Regions from separate parts of the Xenopus tropicalis genome. Here region 1 is linked to region 2. The links are chromatin contacts, called in public Hi-C maps. All regions are on one chromosome and are shown on one strand. The core of a region is the stretch at or near the end of the contact, and the rest is flanking DNA. Distances in the headings are between cores, read along the strand shown.

Region 1 (2,700 bases), core at 35-2,534, 63 kb after region 2:
CTTGAACGAGCTCTGGCACTGAAAGGGTTGAGATGATGCCCGATTCTCTCCCATTTCCTGCAGGGCACTACCCACTGGTAATACCTTGCAAATGTCTTATTGCACTAAATATTATACATATATATTAAAGATGTGATAAGTCTTTGGCTCAGTCTGTAAGAGGGGGCAGGGCAAGTGTCCCAGGTGGTGTGAGGCCCCCTCTTGCTGTGGGAGATGTTGCAGCAAAGTCTCACAGGCAGCCCTCCAGCTCCAGCTGATCCCCATCTCCCTGTAGCGACTGTACCGGAGCCGAGGCTGGAGGGCCGCAGGAGGGCCATGTCTGGAATGAGGTATAGGAGGTTATAAAGTCCTGGGCTGGGGGCGGGTTACCGGCAGTCAATGCCCGTCAGGCTGGGCAGGAAGGTGCTGGTGGCGGTGGGGGGCAGCTGTTTGAAGAAGTGCCGGAGGCTGCTCAAGTCCCTGGTGAGAAGTTCGATCTTTTTGTGCAGTTTCTCGTTCTCCGAGGAGAGTTCGAGCAGCTTCTGCTGCATGTCTATGTTGCGCTTTTTGGCTTTGTCGCGGCTCTTCCTCACGGCGATATTGTTGCGCTCCCTGCGCTGCCGGTACTCGGGGCTGTAGCGATCTAACAGCTTCTTGCCCGTCCTGTCTTTGCCGCAGGAGCTGGGGGAAGCCGGGGAAGGGCAGGCTGAGGTGCTGGGCTCCGGGGAGGTGGGAGGGGTGGGCTGCAGGCTCATGCTTGTCTGGGCACAGGCTGCGATTTGGTTGGGCAGCGAAGAGGACAAGTCGCTGTCGCTCCACTCCGGCTCTTGCTTGAGATGCCCTTTGCCAGCTGTGCCAGGGCAGGGAGGTGCCGCCAAGAGCCCGCTCAGGTAGTCACCCCCGCCGCACTCCTGCCGCTCTCCAACCGCTTTGCTGGAGTTGAACAGGTCCGCGAACAGCTCGTCGTTGCACAGCTCCAGGTTGGGCACGGAGGCCATGGAGTCTATGTACGAGCTGAAGTCTATTGCGCTCTCATCGTCATAGATGGCAGGGGCAGCGCTTAGCTCTGCCAGGGTGCCCCCACTGCCCACAGCGGGCTCCTCGCACATGGCTCTCGGCTTGCATGGGGCAGGGGAGCCGCTCAGCCGTTGCTCGTAGAAGTTGGTGGGTTCCATGTACCAGGCTGCATAGGGGGACAGACAGCGCGCCTCCAGGCTCATCGGCACCGAGCTCATGTGAGTGGCTCTGCAGTGACTGGGTCTCTTCTAGCTGCGCGGATTGGCTGCCTGTCAGGCTCTCTGGGTCTGATCTGTCACAGACTTCTACTCCTGCTACTGCTCTACTCCTCCCTTATATACCGTATCTCCCGCCTCTACGTGACGCAAGACAGGGGGCGGGGCCTGGAATCCGTATCAGCTCCAGGTTTAACCCTCTCAGCAGGAAGCGCTGTCAGGCGAGCTGGGGTTTTGCCGCCTGTCAGGATGGGGATCAGTAGAGCCGCGATAGAAAAGTGTGCCTGGGCATGGCGGAGCTTAGCTGGCGGGCAGCAACTTCATGAAACGCATACAGTGCGCCGCCCGTAGCCCGTTACATTGGGACAGTGGCGCCCTGGCACAAATACAAGTTGCCAAATAGTCACACATAGAGTACAGCGCCTACTAGGGAATAGTGTGGGGCATAGGGAATAGTGTGGGGCATAGGGAATGGTGTGGGGCATAGGGAATAGTGTGGGGCATAGGGAATAGTGTGGGGCATAGGGAATAGTGTGGGGCATAGGGAATGGTGTGGGGCATAGGGAATGGTGTGGGGCATAGGGAATAGTGTGGGGCATAGGGAATGGTGTGGGGCATAGGGAATGGTGTGGGACATAGAAATAGTGTGGGGCATAGGGAATAGTGTGGGACATAGGGAATGGTGTGGGGCATAGGGAATGGTGTGGGGCATAGGGAATGGTGTGGGGCATAGGGAATGGTGTGGGGCATAGGGAATGGTGTGGGACATGGGAATAGTGTGGGGCATAGGGAATAGTGTGGGGCATAGGAATAGTGTGGGGCATAGGAATAGTGTGGGGCATAGGGAATAGTGTGGGGCATAGGAATAGTGTGGGGCATAGGAATAGTGTGGGGCATAGGAATAGTGTGGGGCATAGGGAATAGTGTGGGGCATAGGAATAGTGTGGGGCATAGGAATAGTGTGGGGCATAGGGAATAGTGTGGGACATAGGGAATGGTGTGGGACATAGGGAGTGGTGTGGGGCATAGGAATAGTGTGGGGCATAGGAATAGTGTGGGACATAGGGAATGGTGTGGGACATAGGGAATAGTGTGGGACATAGGGAATGGTGTGGGGCATAGGGAATGGTGTGGGACATAGGGAGTAGTGTGGGACATAGGGAATGGTGTGGGACATAGGGAATGGTGTGGGACATAGGGAATGGTGTGGGGCATAGGGAATGGTGTGGGGCATAGGAATGGTGTGGGGCATAGGGAATGGTGTGGGGCATAGGGAGTGGTGTGGGACATAGGAATGGTGTGGGGCATAGGGAATGGTGTGGGACATAGGGAATGGTGTGGGGCATAGGGAATAGTGTGGGACATAGGGAATAGTGTGGGGCATAGGAATAGTGTGGGACATAGGGAATAGTGTGGGACATAGGGAATAGTGTGGGGCATAGGGAATAGTGTGGGACATAGGGAATAGTGTGGGGCATAGGGAATAGTG
Region 2 (2,700 bases), core at 89-2,588:
TTATTGATGTTAAACCAAAGCTTAGTATTTTGCAATATTAACCCCCCGTGGTTGTGTAATATAAGGTACAACATTTGCTACTGTGCTTATAACCTATAGTAACCAATCAGCAGGTGGCATTTACTGGTCACCTGTTTAAAAGCATATCATTGGTTGCTGTGGGTTGTACCTTTTATTGCATATGGTGGATTGCATTTTAATTCAGCAAGGTGCTAAATCAGATGGTAAACTTTTCATGCCAGACCCTTACAATTACTTTTTTTTTTTTTATAAATACAATAGTATGGACTGAGAAATCCGTGCTGAGAATAAGTATTTAATATGCACCTATACTACAATGAATAGATCCCTGGTAACTGAAGACTGTCTTTATATAAACACAGACAACTGTTCCTTAGGTTAGGTTTATAACCTGCAATGTGGACATAGGCTTACGGTGCCTTTTTATGCAGCATTAATTGCTTAGGTTTGGGTCCCTTGGCTGGCCATTCTGTGTGACTGCCATGCAGTCCGTGTTGATAGGGTCTGTGTTCAAACGAAATCAGCAGTAGCTCTTACCTTTTATTTGGTTTACATACATGTCAGATCAGCACCATTTGGCTAAATTGTACATAATCAGGATTTTTGGCCAACATTCTATGGAGTTGGAAATGGAAAATCAAAACATCTGGCCAGCTAGTCTGAGTGTTGAATGAAATGTGCATTGGCTTATAATTGGCTCATTGATGCGTTCCTAGCCTCGCAGCCCGCATATAGTCTATATGACCTTGAGGGCAAAAGTGGGCATATCTGGGAAGGATCTGCTAATTTTGTGATATCACCAAACAAGCAGATCCTTAAGTGTATGGCCCCCTTCAGACCAATATAGGCACTGCTTGAGAGATACTTTGTTTTAGCCTTCTACATGGACTCACAGTATTGTAATGGATAAGCAGACATAGTTGTGTGTTTATTATTTGTTATCCATAAAAGCACATTAGGGTTTGCTTCCTCATGCCTATGGCACTCCTTGCTGTTACTGATACATTGATTAGAGTTGACAGTCACATTCCATAAACATTAATTAATTTTTTGGAATACTTTTTTTTTTTTTCTGGTAAGCCCGTGGTTTCCTGATTTACAGCCTTTTCCATTTCCTATTTGTTCTGTACTAGGGTTACATTCACTTTGTCAAGAATGTTGGCTGCTGAAGTCAGGGCATCATGTGATTTCTGCTTCTTTTCTCCCCCCCCCCCTTTCTCCCTTGTCATGCATACTCCCCACCTTCAGTATGTGCCTCGGCACACGCTGTTCAGTAAACAAACTTCAGAGAACCAGAGAGAGCTGGTTTTGATCAGCTAATTCATTCACACAGAGCCCTCACAAAGGGTAGTCCAGTTGCATAGCCTTGACAAGGAGGCTAGAGGGCGGTGAAGCCAATATTTTTGTTTTCATTAGTGCTTTTTATAGCTGTGAAGCGCCAGCTGTAGCTGGTTAACATGAGCTCAAATCATCCTCTAGCGTGCAGTGTCTGTGTATTGGGCCGGGATCTGCTGATGGAAACAGAGATGTTAGTCATGGTGTCATTGGATGTATTTATATGAACTTTGTATTGTACATGCTGTTAGTCACTAAATAGAAACAAGATGAAAGGGGAAGGGTGGGGGAGTCGCCTTGCTGAAAACTTACACTTTTATTACTAATGCAGGGTGCCCTGTAGATCACTGAATGTACAGTCCACGGTGATAAGGGCAGCAAACACTGTGAAATAGCACCCATGATGATCTTTTTATCCCTGATGCTAAAGATGAATTAAGTTGCTCAACTTACGGTACCATTATTTTTAGAACTTATGAGTCCTTCTGGTTTGGTAAATTGGATTTACCTTGGTACATAGTACATGGTACAAAAATGAATATATGACTGAATGCATTACCAGAGGACCCCTTCCCTAAACATTCATATATGCTAAAATGGGAAGAGATCACCTCTACCACCCTTTCAATAGAGGATTGGGGTGAAATATGGGACAACGCCAGGAGAAATGTGACATGCGTTAGACAGAAGGAAAGCATATATAAATCCATGTATTTCTGGTATGATACACCTGTAAAACTCAACCACATGTTCCCAGGTACATCTCCTTTTTGCTGGAGAGGTTGCGGTCAGAAGGGTACTTTACAACATATTTTATGGTCATGCTCTAAAATTGTACCACTGTGGAAAACAATAGAAGAACTACTGTCATGTATTTTTCTAAGGAAAGTGAACTTAGATATTTACATAACACTAGTAGGTAAACCAATTCCCAGCCTTACCTATGCAGAACAACGACTTACAAATTACATACTAACGGCATCTAGACTAGCCATTACATCACAATGGAAGAACCCGAATCCCCCCAAACTTAACGATGTACTAAGGAAGATGAAAGATATGAGGGAAATGGAATATATGACCGCCAATGTCAGAGGCACCCAAGAGAACTGGAAAAAGGTATGGTCTAAATGGGATTACTACATAACTAACCCACTCGGAAGGGGAGACGCCCACCCGAGTCAGCAATTCTAAGCAACCTGATTTACAATAGACAACCCTATCTCCCCCCCCCAAAAAGGTATGGGGTCTACATATATAATTTCTTGTTTTGCCTAAGGTATTAAGGCTTATTTGCAACCTCCAAACTATGTTCGTATACTCTCCCACTATGTTAAACCAAAG

What was found. A called contact is a pair of places that touch in the nucleus more often than the background predicts.
Region 1: a contact with region 2 is called in a Hi-C map of liver, with 4 times the contacts expected there. The contact joins the promoter of cebpd here to the enhancer-like site in region 2. A contact is called at or near these places in 3 of 5 Hi-C or Micro-C datasets (brain, liver and tailbud embryo).

The regions. Positions count from the first base shown.
Region 1 is chr6:113,141,260-113,143,959 of UCB_Xtro_10.0, forward strand. It overlaps cebpd (CCAAT enhancer binding protein delta), which reads right to left and starts at 1,285. Exons shown (of 1, transcript NM_001030414.1): 1 at 1-1,285. The coding sequence starts at 1,088. The coding sequence ends at 366.
Region 2 is chr6:113,078,358-113,081,057 of UCB_Xtro_10.0, forward strand. The region is part of intron 8 of spidr (scaffold protein involved in DNA repair); the gene reads left to right. Among named protein-coding and RNA genes, the nearest start is that of cebpd, 63 kb to the right of the region's middle. Within about 2 kb of position 1,339, at least 7 of the 11 cell types and tissues checked have an H3K27ac peak or open chromatin away from gene starts, as enhancers often do. A contact at or near this core is called in liver, where this site is marked.